2 separate regions of the Mus musculus genome follow, and region 1 is linked to region 2. A link is a contact called in public promoter capture Hi-C data. All regions are on one chromosome and are shown on one strand. Each heading gives the region's core, a stretch centred on a gene start, on an enhancer-like site or on the middle of the called end of the contact. The rest is flanking DNA. Distances are from core to core; before and after follow the strand shown. Region 1 has its middle 20 kb from the start of Gm41950. Region 2 holds the start of Mcm6 (minichromosome maintenance complex component 6).

What was found. Promoter capture Hi-C pulls out the DNA fragments that hold promoters and counts their contacts.
Region 1: a contact with region 2 is called in a promoter capture Hi-C map of hematopoietic stem and progenitor cells, with 2.1 times the contacts expected there. The contact joins the enhancer-like site here to the promoter of Mcm6 in region 2. A contact is called at or near these places in 3 of 39 promoter capture datasets (the HPC-7 cell line, HPC-7-derived erythroid cells and hematopoietic stem and progenitor cells), 1 of 15 datasets of contacts at CTCF or cohesin (CD8 T cells), 2 of 484 Hi-C or Micro-C datasets (the CH12 cell line and bone marrow-derived macrophages), 5 of 115 datasets of contacts at active chromatin or transcription factors (CD8 T cells, acute myeloid leukemia, bone marrow-derived macrophages and 2 more) and 1 of 9 other capture datasets (pancreatic islet).

Annotation. Positions count from the first base shown.
Region 1 is chr1:128,558,732-128,566,262 of GRCm38.p6, forward strand. No RefSeq gene overlaps it. Among named protein-coding and RNA genes, the nearest start is that of Gm41950, 20 kb to the left of the region's middle. Within about 2 kb of position 2,925, at least 42 of the 459 cell types and tissues checked have an H3K27ac peak or open chromatin away from gene starts, as enhancers often do. A contact at or near this core is called in acute myeloid leukemia and hematopoietic stem and progenitor cells, where this site is marked.
Region 2 is chr1:128,358,133-128,365,510 of GRCm38.p6, forward strand. It overlaps Mcm6 (minichromosome maintenance complex component 6), which reads right to left and starts at 1,573. Exons shown (of 17, transcript NM_008567.2): 1 at 1,327-1,573. The coding sequence starts at 1,433. It overlaps Dars (aspartyl-tRNA synthetase), which reads right to left. Exons shown (of 16, transcript NM_177445.5): 16 at 5,575-6,193. The coding sequence ends at 6,102.

The sequences.
Region 1 (7,531 bases), core at 1,675-4,174, 200 kb after region 2:
TTTCATTTATTTATTTTATGTAACTACACTGTAGTTGTCTTCAGACACACCATAAGAGGGCATCAGATCTTGTTACAGATGGTTGTGAGCCACCATGTGGTTGCTGGGATTTGAACTCAGGACCTCCAGAAGAGCAGTCAGCGCTCTCAACCGCTGAGCCATATCTCCAGCCCCCAATTGTCACTCTTGGGAATGCTTTCCCTTTTTTAATAAGCTGTCTATGTATTTCTTACCTTCCCTTTATTAAAAGGGAATGTAATATATATAATATAATACATTACATCATATAATATATTCTAGTTGCAGTTGCCCCTCTCTCTACTCCTCCCAGTCCCTCCCTACCTCTCCTCCCATCTGGATCCACTCCCTTTCTGTTTCCCATTAGAAAAGAACGGGTTTCTAAGTGATAACAGCAAAACATGACAAAATAAAACAAAAGCCATCACGTTGCAGTTGGACCAGGCAAATCAACAGGGGCCAGAGGAAAGAAAGACACAAGAATCAGAGACCCACAGAGTGTCCACACACTCAGGAGACCTACGAAAACACTAAACTGGAAGCCATCATATACACACAGGAGACCTGGTGCAGCCCTGTGCAGACCTTGTGCGTGCTGCTCCAGTCTCTGTGAGTTCATCTGAGTTTTGCTCTCTTGACTCTCAAGAACTTGCTCTCCTTGTGTTCTCTGTTCCCTCTGGCTATCTTACGCGCCTTCTGCCTTCTCTTTCACAGGGTTGGCTCCTTGGGTTCTGAGGGAAGAAATTTAATGGAGACATTTCATTTGGAGCTGTGGGTTCCAAGATATCTCTCTCTCTCTCTCTCTCTCTCTCTCCCTCCCTCCCTCCCTCCCTCTCCCCCTCCCTCCCTTCCTCTCTCCCTCCCTCCCTCCCTCTCCCCCTCCCTCCCTTCCTCTCCCCCTCCCTCCCTCCCTCCCTCCCTCCCTCCCTCCCTCCCTCCCTCCCTCCTTTCTCTCTCCCTTTCCCCCAGGGGAAGCTTCTCTGATGATGGCTGAATAAGGCACCAATCTATGAGTATACTGTCTCAGCTTCTAGCCTGGTGTCCCTGGTGCAGTCCTTTGCCCGGGAAACAAGAGCCTAGAATTTGGTGTCCTCTGAACTCAGATTTGTAGCATGGTGCACCTCAGCCTTGTTTCCCTGACACACTGGGCTCTCTCTTTCTCTGATCTTATGCCTAAGAGCTTTGGTTTACTCCTATTTTCTTCCTTGGTAACAACAAGGATTTTCTATTATTTTTTTTCCCCCTCAAACTTCAATGAAATTGCCTTTTAGCTTCCTTAGAGTCAGGTTTTTAAAATATTTATTTAATCAATGAGACTGAGAATCAAAAATGGGAACCCCATTTTCCCCAGTAACACCTGGGTCACACTCACTAGCCTGTAACATCAGGCCAGTCATTTAATTTCTCATCTTAGCATCACATCTGTAAAAGGAAAACACAACCCAGGCTCTCTGCTAAGCCACACTGTAATTTGTGAAGGTTGTGTTGAGAAAGCAAAAGAAAATGGTATGTACTTGAGACACACCATTAGGGACATATGAGTATAACCTACAGAGAGCACGAAGAAGCCTGTGGAAAAGTTTGCTTAACGATTAACAGAGGGGCGAGGCTCGGGGCCAGCTGGACGATGGTCTGCTACTGTCTTTTGTGAGGTTGCTCCTTTGCCTTCCTTTCAGTGATATGTGATGAGGGCTCCTTGCTGAAAAGAAGTTAAGAAGCTGACCAGAGATAAAATGGAGCTCTGCGGGAAGTCTCAGCTTTGACAGCCCAGTGTCTCCTCTCTGCTCCTGCTCTGTTTCAACTCTGGGACCATCATGTTTGACCACCCAGAGGAAACCTCCCTGTTGCTTTGAAATAAGCAAATTTGGGTACCATCTGGTGTTAAGTAGGGGTGGGGGAGGTTATAGGACTGGTGGCATTGATGTTTGGTTTGTGGCTGTTTCTAATCTCCCTCTCTCTCTCTCTCTCTCTCTCTCCCTCTCCCTCTCCCTCTCTCTCTCTCTCTCTCTCTCTCTCTCTCTCTCTCTCTCTCTCTCTCTCTCTCTCTCTCCCTCTCTCTCCCTCTCTCCCTCTCTCTCTCTCTGAATAAAAATACCACAGAAGAGTGCGACAGTGAATGGGGACGTCAGAGTTTGTTCTCTCTTCCCATCATATGGGTCCTGGGGACTCAACTCAGGTCTTCGTTTGGCGCCTCTTTTGCTGACCTTCCCTCCTTATCTTTTGAGACAGGGTGCCTCGCTGAAGCCAGAGCTGATTGGCTAGGCTGACAGGCCAGGACCGCCTGACTCTGCCCTTTCCAGTGCCAGGGTTATAGATAGGCAAGTCCACTCCCAGCTTCCAAGAGGGTGCTGTAGATCTGAGCTCAGGTCCTCATGATTACAAAGCAACTACTTTACTGACAAAGTCATCCTATGGCAAATCGTGCGAATCTGTTGATGGACAGAGCCAAGTGAACAAAAGCGGAAGTACTGCCGTGCCTATTTGAGCCCGAGGAGAAAGCGCATTCTCCAGGAGGGGAAATTGAGACAAAGCTCACGGAGTTTGGCCCAGCCTTTCCTCCAGAATCTGGGAAGTTTCTCAGTTTTGGCCCTGTGGAGAGCTCTGTCTTGGCAAAGCAGGTCCCATCATGTCTGCCACATGGCTGCTCCCCTGCTGAGCCATAGGATGGGGCTGTTTGGAGACAATCACCTTCTGTCTCTGGGCTCTGACATCTGGGAGGTGGATGGCCAACAGCCCTTGGCTAGGACTCCTGGCTCTCAGTTTGCACCGCCGTTTGTTGGAGGTTGATTCTCAGGCGAAAGCCACGATGGTGAAGGTCACCTTCTGGACAAATGATTCTGGTCCAGGGGCACCAGATGCAACTGGGAGTCTGAGGCAAAGAACAAATGACTCTGTCTTAAAATAGGATTTCGACAGAATTGCAAACGTCCTTTGCTCAATAGTGTTGGCATTGTAGAGAGAAGTGGCTGAGGGTGGCTTGGTTGCAATCCAATTTTAGTAATTAGTTCTATTCACAATAAGGCGTGTTAATAGGTCCCACGTTGAGCACGAAGAATCCCCTGACTCAGGTGCCAAGTGCCAATTAATAGAGTCAACATTAGTGTCCCACAGGTAAACAGTCATTCTACACCCATTGTCTTAGAGCTATAGACAGGTGTGCTACCGTTAGTGGGGGTTTAGCCAGTAGGAAGATGGGCTTTATGTCTGTCTGTCTCACGGCTCTCTTCTCAATGCCTAGCTCACCCCTGGGTAGCTGGGTTGGGCTCTTCTTTTCCTTCGGTGTGCAGCCTTTGCGAATTAGCTCTGCAATCCCTGGCCTGTGACCTGTGTTGGCCATAGAAATCCACAGATGGGTTGTGATGTCAGCTCTGAGCCTTGACTTTTGTTCTTCAGCATTGCATGTGAATACAGTTAGGGTAGACTGCAGAGGGCGAGAGACAGACTGGTGGCTCACCTTCACTGTCAACAACCAGACCTGCCTTCCCCAGAGGTTCACTGTCTATGTGGTGAGTGGCAGGCTACAGGTACAGGAATGAGACCAGAGGAATTGTCTAGCTGGGTCCATCTCCAAAGATCATCTAAAGAATTGCCAACTAGCTGGATGTGATGGTACATCACATTACAGCACTTGGCATTTGGGAAACGGAGGCAGGTGGATCTCTGTGAATTCTGGCTTGATCTACAAAGGGAATCCCAGGTCAGCCTGAGGCTGCACAGTAAGACAAAAAAAAAAAAAAAAAAAAAAAAAAAGCAGCCAGTTAAAGAGATGGTGACTGGAGCTGGGGCTCAGTTGCATCCAGCATACACAAAGCCTGGAGTTCTATACCCAGCACTACATAAAATCAGTCGTGTAGGTTGGTGAATGCCTGTAACTCCTTGACTATGGCAGGGGGTGGGAGGGAGGATCAAAAGTTCATTGTTATCCTGGGCTACACAGCAAGTTTGAAGCTAGCTTGGGCTACATGAGATCCTGTCTCCACAGGAGAAAGAGGAGGAGGAGGAGGAAGAAAAAGAGGAGACTGTGACTATTTAAGCTACTAAGTTTGGGACGGTTTGTTCTTACACAAGTTCATTGACTAAGTGCCCATTATATATTTACTGAAGAATGGATGAATTGTCAATTAGATGTCACCCAGTTAGCTTGCCAGTCACTCCCCAAAAATGTTCTTGCTGGCTGGGTTGTTTTTTCTGTTTGTTGTCTTGGTTGGGTTGTTGTTTGCTCTGTTTGTTGTCTTGGTTGGGTTGTTGTTTTCCCTGTTTGTTGTCTTGGTTTCTGTACAGGCAGGGAGAAGGCAGAGTGCTCACTCACTTTCAAATTCCCGCAGCTGACTGAGGAGATGGCTCAGCAGGTGAAGAGCTGGCCATAGAAACACAAGGGCTCACACAAGAGAAAGCCAGGAGGGGTGGCGATACACACTTGTATATCAGTGCTGGACAGGCAAAGCCAGGCAGGTCCCTGGGGTTCACTGACCATCAACGAGCCAACGAAAGACCAGTTTTCAAAACACAACATGAGATTGGCCTCTGGCTTTCATACACACACACACACACACACACACACACACACAGATTAAATTCTTACAGCCCATATAGTCTTTGAGTTCTCCATAGATGTTTTATTTAGTGAAAATGTGCATAGTTATCGTTAACATGACTGACAGAGAAGCTCGCTGAGCAAAGCCTCTGGCAAGGGATGATTGCCACATTGCCTAAGATGTCCTCTGCTTTTGTATGTCTTCTTTAATTTTTTAATTTGTGAATTAGCACTTACCAATGGAGATATTTTTGTCCTTTACTTCTGTCTGTCTGTCTGTCTGTCTGTCTGTCTCTGTAATTGTACACAAGTCCATGTGTACACCTGGATACAAGTGCATGCATGTCAAAGCCTGTCTGTGGTCAGAGGACAGCCTCAGGTGTGGGCCTTTTCCTTCAACCTTGCTTGAGACAGGTGCTTTCTTGTTATTCATTCCTGAGTATACCAGGATAGTGGCTCATGGGCTTCTGCATGTTCAGCGGTCCCTTGTCTCCCATCTTTCCACAGACCTTCTGGGATTGTAAGCATGTGGACTTTTGCATCCCTCTACTGCATGCTGTCTTAGGGTTTCTATTGCCGAGTTAAAATACCACAACCAAAAGCAACTTGACAAGGAAAGGCTTTATTTCAGCTTAGAACTCTCGGGTCACACTCCATCACTGAGAGATGTCAAGGCAGGAACCTGGAGGCAGGAACTGAAATAGATGTGATGGAAAAATGCTGTTTACTGGCTTGTTCCTTGTGGCTTGCTCAGCCTACTTTCTTACACAACCCAGAACCACCTACCCAGGGCTGGCACTGCCCACATGGGGTAGGGCCTCCCATATCAATCATCAGTGAAGAACGCACCACAAGCTTGCCCACAGGACAATCTGGTGGGAACAGTCTTTCATTTGATGTTCCTCCCAAATGACTGTATCGTGTGTCAATTTGACACACAGGTCATTAGATCCTCCAGGACAAACTCTACCTACTGAGCCATCTCTCTAATCTGCTTTCATTTCTTCTGCCTCAATATTTAGCCCCAATCCCCATTCTGTAATAATTTGTAATTTTCTACATTTATGTGGTCAAGCTTTTTTTGAGTTTCCTCCATTAAAAACTACCAGTTAACGGAACCTGTTTGTGCTTGCTTATAATTGCAGCGTGCAAAGATTGAGTCAGGAGGATTGCCAGGAATCTGAGGCTATCCTGGGCTATTTAGTGAGTTTGGGGCTAGCCTGGGCTATGTAGAAGGGCTGTTTCAAACAAAGCAACCACTATTTATAATATTAATATCATCATCAAAACCAACAGTAATGGTGGGCAAGCTTTGTTTCTTAGATTTCTTTCTCTTCTTTTTCCTCCTCTAATGCAAGCATTTATCTTGGCCTTTTGGTATTCACCCCTAACTTACTTTCTCTCTTTCTCTCTCTCTCTCTCTCTCTCTCTTTCTTTCTTTCTTTCTTTCTTTCTTTCTTTCTTTCTTTCTTTCTTTCTTTCTTTCTTTCTTTCTTCCTTTCTTTCTTTCTTCCTTGTTTTTTTTAAATATCAGTTCTAAATGGACAGAGAATTACACACAGAGTAGTAAAAGCAAGCTCTGTACTTTAAAAATCAGATTTCTACTGACTCACTAAAATAGAAAAACACCATTTTATAATGGAGTGTCTCACAAGTTACCATTGCTAAGCTATTCTCTAGGCTTTGTAAGGAACAAGATATATCAGGAACATTTTATAGCACAGCTTCACTTTTAGTGTGTTTGTGTGCTGGTGTGTGTGTGTGTAATATATGATTTCAGGTGCATGTGTGTGTATGTGTGAGTGCGTATGTGTGTGTGTGTGTGTGTGTGTGTGTGTGTGTAGGTGCATGTGTGTGGTGTATGAATTCAGGTGCATGTGTGTGTGCCTGTGTGTATGTGCAGGTGCATGTATGTGGTATATGAATTCAGGTGCATATGTGTGTGTGTGTGAGTGAGTGTGTGTGAGTAGGTGCATGTGTGTGGTGTATGCATTCAGGTGCATATGTGTGTATGTGTGAGTTTGTGTGTATGTGCAGGAGTGTGTAGTGCATATGCAGGCGCATGTGTGTGATATAAGAATTCAGGTGTGTGTGTGTGTGTTTCAGGTGCATGTGTATGTGAACATACGTGTGGAGATCAGAGGTCAACCTTCAGTGTTACTCTCCTCACCAGCTCATCTTGTGTTTTGAGACAGTCTCTCACTGACTTGGAACTCAACAAATAAGATAGGGAGGTTGGTCAGTGAGTCCCAGGGACCCCCTGTCTGTCTCTCTACTGATGGGATTATGAACATGGGCAACCATGTTCAAGGCTTTCTTCTTTATGTGAGTTGTGAGAATAAAACCCAGGTCCTCATTGTTAGCAAGACCAGAACTTTACTGTCCAAGCTGTCTCTCCAGTTGCTATCATTTTGAACAATGTTTTCTTATTTCATATTTAGACTTAGTCTGGAGTTTTATTAGAAAACCGGCAAACAAATGTTAGGTTTCTTTTGCCTTTGGTCAGGAACTCCATTATCTAAGGTCAGTGGAAGCAGGAGATGGCCTAGGCTTTCCTGGAGAGCTTTTGGACACTTTGTTTCTATTGCTATTGTTTAAGGCTGAAAGAAACATGGGAGTTAAAGGAACAGAGAACTTTCTACTGGAATTGTAGCATTGTCACAGATTAAGATAGGTGTTTTTATTTCAGGAAAGAGGTGATGGGGTGGAAAGAACCTTCCTCTTTGCTACTTAGATTATACATCCCCCCCTCCCCACCCTGCCAGGGACCAGGACGTAGTCTAGTTGGTATAGTGTTTGCCTAGCATGTACGAAGCCCTGGATTCAACCCTAGCACGATGTAAAGTGGGTGTGGTGGTGTGTGCCTATAGTCCATGCACTTGGGAAGTAGAAGTATAAAGACAAGGCAGGGGAGAACAAAAATATTGACACTCCCAGATAACTGCCCACCTGGCGTCCCCTCAGGCCTGACTGTCACAA
Region 2 (7,378 bases), core at 323-2,822:
CTGGTATGTGCCCCAAGGGATCCTGATCTACATGTTGAGAACTGCTGGTTTACACAGACTTTAATCAAAAGGAGACTTGGGTTTTGAAGGACAAGCAGCTGTACCGACTGCCAAAAACATTACAAAGGTTGGAACATAGAATTTAAATTCCAGAGGGTTATTTTTGTTTGTTTTGTTTTTCAGCACCAGACTTTCTATGTAGCCCTGAGCTCTGTCCTGGAACTCACTTTGTAGACCAGGCTGGCCTTGAACTCATAGGATCCGTCTACCGCTGGCTTGTGCCCAACACTGGCCTGCTTACAGTTTTAAGTATAGCAGAACTTCAAAAGATAGCTGTAGAGCCAAAAGGACGACTAGATCAGCAATATGTGGTAACCAGTATACGCGTGCCATGTCATTTTATTCTGCCTTAAAAGGCAAACCCTTGATTACAATAAGCTGCATGTCTAGCAAAATTAGCCACACACACTTATCGGAGGCACCTATAGTGATCCAGTTCAATGTTAGAAGTGTGGCAGGTGTCAGGAGGCTAGGAGAGTTAGAGAGGCTCTAACTATTTAGTAGGTAGAGTTGGAAGAGTTTCAAACAGGGATCATTGTACAAGTTGAATGCACCTCAAGATGCTTGTTGTACACTCCCAAAAGGTCAAAACTCTTAAGTTTTTGTTATATACTGACATAATCTTTAAAAAGAAAAAGAAAAGAATTGTTTACTATTGGAGGCGGAAGAGTAAGGAGCACACTGGTATGTGGTTGCTGCTAGGTGCTAGAAGCGGAGGGAGGGATGGGAAGGAGGCAGCTAGATGTCTAGAACAATTCTTTCATTATATAGGGCAGAACTCATTTCACTGAACAGTCATCAAGCCATAGATTCCTGTTAGAACGAGCTGGCCCAGGTTTGCTTGCATTGCAAGCTCCTGGTTCTGGGCTGTGTGCCCAACCCTACTCAAGAGGTAACGCCCCCCCCCCCCCCCCCCACCTCCCAAAAAACCAAACTCTGGCCTCACTGGGTTGCGACGTGAGTCCTGCTGGGATTCATTCCCAGCATCGCCCCAACTAGTCATGGCGGTGCACATCTGTCATTCCAGCACAAGCTAAGCGGAGGCTGGAGGATTACAAGTTCAAAATCATCTTTGGCTACACAGCGAGTTCGAAACCCTGTTTTAGAAACGTAATGAAAAAGCAGCACAGTATGACACAAGGGAGCGCTGCGGTGAAGAAAGGAGTCGAGGAGGCTTCGGATTCCCGCCGGGCCGGGGCCCATCCCTTCCGGAGCACACATGGCCCCGGTCTCCGCCCGGCCCGCGAGCCCCCGGAGGCCACTCACTCTTCCAGGAAGTCTAGGAACAGCTTCTGGCATTTCTCGGCCACCTCGTCGCGCACCTCCGGGTGCTGGCTTCCGGCGCCGGGCTCCGCGGCCGCTGCGAGGTCCATGGCGGCGCCGAGAGTACGCGCTGCTGAGGGAAGACCACCGCGGAGGAGAGTCCGCAGCTGCAGATAGCCCGGCCGCAGGTTCCACGCGTAGCTCCTTCCGCGCTGCCACTTCGCGCGCGCCTCCGGCTAGCCCCGCCCTCTCACCTCAGCCAATAACAGGGTAGGAGCTGAGCTACTTCGCGCCAAACCCGTCCAATCAATGGCGGTTCCGTACAGAGCCCCGCCCACCGCACGCACTTTTCGCGCCAAAAGCATACGCCATGAAGCTTTTGCCCATGCGCAATGTAGTCGCACCCACCCTCTGGTTGTTTTGGCTTGAGGAGCTAACCCCTCCCTCTCTCCCTTTACCCCCAGAGTTTATGTATAGACTTTTTTGGGTTTTTTTGTTTTGTTTTTGGTCACTCAGGGTTAAACCTACTGTGAATTGTGCATCTGGAGGAAGTAAGGTATGAGCAAACCAAACTACAGGAGAGAGCCCCTTAAAAGTCAGGTGGAGGACAGGAGCAAAGGCTTAGAGAGTAACTCATTCCGCAGCGGACCCAAGCTTGTTTCTTAGCAGCTACATGAGACAGTCACCACCTTTAACTCCAGCTTAGCGACTTTGATACCCTCTTCTGACTTCTAAGAACACATGTGCATACACATACACTTAAAAAGACAGAGATAGATATATTCTGACAATCTGCATACCATTTGACTTTCTTTTCTTTTTTAAACTGAGAGGGTCTCACATAGCCCAGGCTGGCCTTGAATTCTGGGTTCACGTGGTGCTGGGACTGAACCTAAAGCCTTCTGAGTGTAGAACAAGGACTACCTTGCTAGTAAATGATCCACATTGCCAGTCCCTCCTCGACTTTGATAGCTTAGTGCTGATAACTTGTTTCACCACCAGCACTTTTATCCTGGGCTTCCAGGACACAGTAAACCTGGACCAGAATAAATAAGTCACTTTTTCGAGGCTTACTGGATGTTAAAAATTTAATGCCAGGCAGAGTATATAAAATTAATACTTTTATAATCTATTAGGAAATATACTATAGAGATCTGCAATTGAAGGTGTTGAAGACTTGAAGCCTCAAATCCCTCCCTCCTTTGCCAACTCCAAATGTAGCCTTCACTGAGTGAGAATCCTGGGGCTTTCTAGAGAAACAAAACTGATAAAGACACACACACAGGATTTACTAAGTTTAGCATACAGGCTGTTGTCTGGCTAGCTCAACAGTGGCTGTCTTCCAATAAAAACGCCAAGCAGATGGTGGTTCAGCCCACAAGGCTGGATGTCTTAGCAGGTTTTCATTAAATGTTGGGAGTCCTGAAGAAACAGGTTCTAATACATTAATTGCTGCCTCAGCAGCAGGATGATAGATGGACTTGCCAGTGAGAGTGAGGACAGGCAGGCAAACGCACAAAAGGCTTCCTTCTGTGTCATTTTAGGTATGCTGTCACCAGGTGTGGCCCAGATATTGGATGGGCCTTTTTATTTTTAGAGAGAGTATTTCTTTTCTTTTTCTTTTTTTCTTTTTTTTTTTGTTTTTTTGTTTTTTTCGAGACAGGGTTTCTCTGTGTAGCCCTGGCTGTCCTCGAACTCAGAAATCTGCCTGCCTCTGCCTCCCGAGTGCTGGGATTAAAGGCGTGCGCCAGTATTTCTATGTGTAGTAATCCTGGCTTCCTGGAACCTGATTTGTAGACCAGGCTGGCCTTGAAGTCAAGAGATCCAGCTGCCCTTGCCTTCCAAAAACCACTCCGGGGCTTTTAGGGTGTGGGTCTTCTGATTACAAAAGATGCAGATTTAAGGTAAATCTTCTCACGTCACAGAATCCAACCAAGAAAACCCTTCACAAGTGTGCCCAGATGCCCAGGTTTAGTTGATAGTGTGAGTGTGTGGTGTGTGTTTTGTTACATTTTTTTTCCTTAAAAGCTCCAGACCAGCTAGCTAGTGCTACAAAGTGAGACCCTGCCTTAAATAGATAAATAAATAAATAAATAAATAAATAAATAAATAAATAAATAAATGAAAACTGTTTTTCTGAGTCAGATAACCCAACTCCAGAGAGACTGGATGGTTTGTGGATACTAGTTCTGAATCCTTAGATGTGTGTATATTGTTAGAAATAACAGCAGAAATCAGCAAAGTTGTAGAACACGCTCTAGAAAGGAGAATAACAGATCACAAATGCTACGCAAGGGAAGACAACTGGAGACAGCCCCTGTGGTGTTGAGCTTTTACTCTGGGAGAGGGAAGGCAAGACAGAGAAAGCGGGAGAGAGGGAGGATTAGAGCATTAAGGGTGACTGAAAAGTTATAGCATATACACATATGAAGATACATTTCCTGAAGTTATTCCAATTGCAGCGATAACACTCCCTTTCAAAAGATACAGATTAATACAAACTCCAGTCCTAGGCAGCAAAATCTTCTCTTCAAGTTGTTGGCCAAGGAAGTCCGAAAGACTGCCCCCCCAAAATACAGTTATCTTAGACCTTGAAGGTAAAACCCTATTGCCATAGACACCACACACTTCGGATCTAGAACTTGAAGAAATCAAAAACAAACCTGAGAGTCTCTCCCCTGAAGATTCCCTCAGAAGCCAAAAGATGCAAAAATCTAATTTTTCTTTGTAAATGGATGTCAATTGGAGACAGTTTCCAGGTTGGGGATAGGAGCTTGTGTCAATTTCCCTTGCAAGCACTGGGTCTCTGTTGGCTTGAACCTATGTAGGCCCTATGCATGCTGTCACATTCTGCATCCCAGTGTGCATCGATCGATCCTGTTGTATCTGAGAGACAATGCTTCCTTGGTGTCATCCATCCTCTCTGGCCCTTACAGTCCTTTGGCCTCTTCCACATAGCCTCCTGAAGCCTGAAGGGAGAGGCTTGATCAAGGCAATCTCACTCTCTGCACATTGTCCAGTTGTGGGTCTGCGTTAGTTTTCACCCACTGCAAGAGGAAGCTTCTCTGATGCTGGCTGAATAAGGCACTGATCTATGGGTATAGACAGATGTCCTTATGAGTCATTTGTTATGTTCCTTTAACAGAATAGTATTTGATTTCCTCTAGGCCCATGGCCTATCTAGTCTAAAGGCTACCTGAGCTCAGGTACAGTGCTACTCCTCTCCTGGTGCTTAGTGCCTGGCATCACTAAGCTTCTACAAAATGGATGTTTTGTCTCTAGGGATGGTGCTACAGTAGACCACAGCCATCAACTCCTGTTGTTGGCAGACAGTCACTCAAGTTAGAGACTAGCACAGATATGGTGAGTTCAGCTCATGTTGATCTACAGTGTGGACCAGGAAGCACCCCTGGAGCAAGAGTGGGATGGAGGTATGTCAACCCCTGGAAATCTTCCCGAGACTGGCAGGAGTAGGATCACTTCCCACCTGCCCCAGGTCTGTGCGTCTTGCCCACATAACTCTGTGCCCTCACTCTTTCATCCCCACCCCAGGGGGTCATGTAGCCCAGTAGCCAGGTTAAACTTTCTGGCAGCTCCTGGAACTCCTTATACAAATGAGGCATCCCCAGCATCCTGGCCTTGGCCAATGATGCACAATCACCTGGAAAGCCCCTACCCACCCCACAAATGTTTAAGTAGCTGTTGTCTGCAACCCCCTCCGATCCCCATTAAACGACTTGTCTCACTGAAGCTATCTTCCAAGAGTCTGTTCTCTTAAGACTCACAGCTGCCTGAGGTCTCTTCCACTCCTGGCCATCCTGCCTTGATCTGCACTACTGAAGCACATCACCCCAAACAGCAGCACAGCCCCACCACCTAGCTATTGTGAGTCAGCTGTGCCCAGTGTGCAGTGGCCATGATAAACCAACGTGTGGAGCTTCTTGGGAGGGATCTCTCTCAAGGGCGCCAAACATACACTAAGATATTTACACGTCGTGCATGTTCCTGTAGACTTTCCCATGTGCTTACTTTTCCTCTGAGGCAGGATCTCACGTAGCAGAAGTCCTGAACTGTTAGCTCTCCTGTGCTCACACCCTAGTGCTGGGGTCACAGGCACATGCTGTCATGTACCCTCGGCACTTTTCACATCTAATATTAATATAAGGTTAGTTTACTTTCTATTTTCCCAATATACATTCATCAATAACCAGTTATAAAATCAGATTTCTATAAAGTCACACAACACTATCATCAGCTGTAAGTTTTTATTGAATCTCAGCCTCAGGACTGGTAACAATGTCTCAGTGTTACTGGTTCTAGCCAGTTTCAGATGCTTCACAGGATTTTTGAAATAACTTTTAAGACATACCAATTTTATAGATGTTAAAATCTTGGTAATTTCTCCAAATCCTTTTTTTTCAATGTCAAGAGTTAAAAGTTCAAATATTGAAAATTTAGAATATTAGTATGGTGGCCACCTCAATATAGAAAAGAAAAAAAAATTATATAATCTTAAACTGTTTAAATTTTTCTTAACATTTCCTATAGTGAAAGGCTATGAATTTCAACCATAGAAATTTCTCATTAAAACGTTCAAGTATTTCCTATTTTAGGATATTTGAAATTCTAAAACGTTTTTTACTTAAATTAATTTGTACTGAGCTACTTAAAAAATAATTGTGGCACTTTAGTAAGACATTAATTCTACTGCATATTTTAAGTACCTCAGGTATAACCTAATCAATAGCAGGTTCCTGGAGAGAATAAAAAGTGTGGCTTTAAGGCGTGAGTCGTTTGGGGTCACGAGGGAACATTGAGGTCTGGCGTACGTTATGCAATCCTAAAAACAGCATCGTCACCCTTTCCAGCCCTGTGGACAAGAAAATAACAGTTAATCCCCCTTTGAAAACCTCTCATTTACCAGTCCAATAGCTTTTTGGTGGAGCATACTGTTTTACTTTATAAAACTGAAACTATACCTATTAAATATTCTTTTTCCTCATCCCTCAGACATAGACATTCACCAAACTACTCTCTGGTTCTGAACCTAACCCTCTAAAATACCAGAAAATACCAGCAGCATCGTACACAACTTGCCCTTTTGCAACTGGCTTATTTATTCATATGTTGTCTGCATAGTTCATTTATGCTGAAGCACACGTCAAAATTTCTTTCTTTTTTAAGACTGATTGAGCCGGGCGTGGTGGCGCACGCCTTTAATCCCAGCATTTAGGAGGCAGAGGCAGGTGGATTTCTGAGTTCGAGGCCAGCTTGGTCTACAGAGTGAGTTCCAGGACAGCCAGGGCTACACAGAGAAACCTTGTCTCGAAAAAAATCAAAAAAAAAAAAAAAAAAGAAAAAAAAAGACTGGCCACACACACACACACACACACACACACACACACACACACACACACACACCCCAACTTATTCCAGAAACCGAAACTGTTCTAAAATCTGGAATTCTGGGATGCGACACTCAAGGATTCAATGGTAAAGTCTATGAATTTATTCCAAACCTCAAGAAAATACAAAATTTGAAATACTCTGGTCCTGAACATGTCAGACAGGGATCCTTAACCAGTACCACATTCTGTTAGCCCATCTACTCATGATGGATACTTGGCTGTATTCACGTCTCAGCCACCTTCAAAAATACCACTATGAAGATGTATACATAAGATTTCTTTGATGTGCCATTTCTAATTCTTTTTTTTTTTTTTTTTTTTTTTTAAGATTTATTCATTTATTATATGTAAGTACACTGTAGCTGTCTTCAGACACTCCAGAAGAGGGAGTCAGATCTCGTTACGGATGGTTGTGAGCCACCATGTGGTTGCTGGGATTTGAACTCCTGACCTTCGGAAGAGCAGTCGGGTGCTCTTACCCACTGAGCCATCTCACCAGCCCCATTTCTAATTCTTTTGGGCACATACACAGATTTAGACTGCTAGCTAGGTCATATGGCAATTCTTTCTTTAGGGTATATACATAGAGGCAGACTGTTGGATCCTATGGTGAATGAATCTTTATCTTGTTGAGGAACTACAATGCT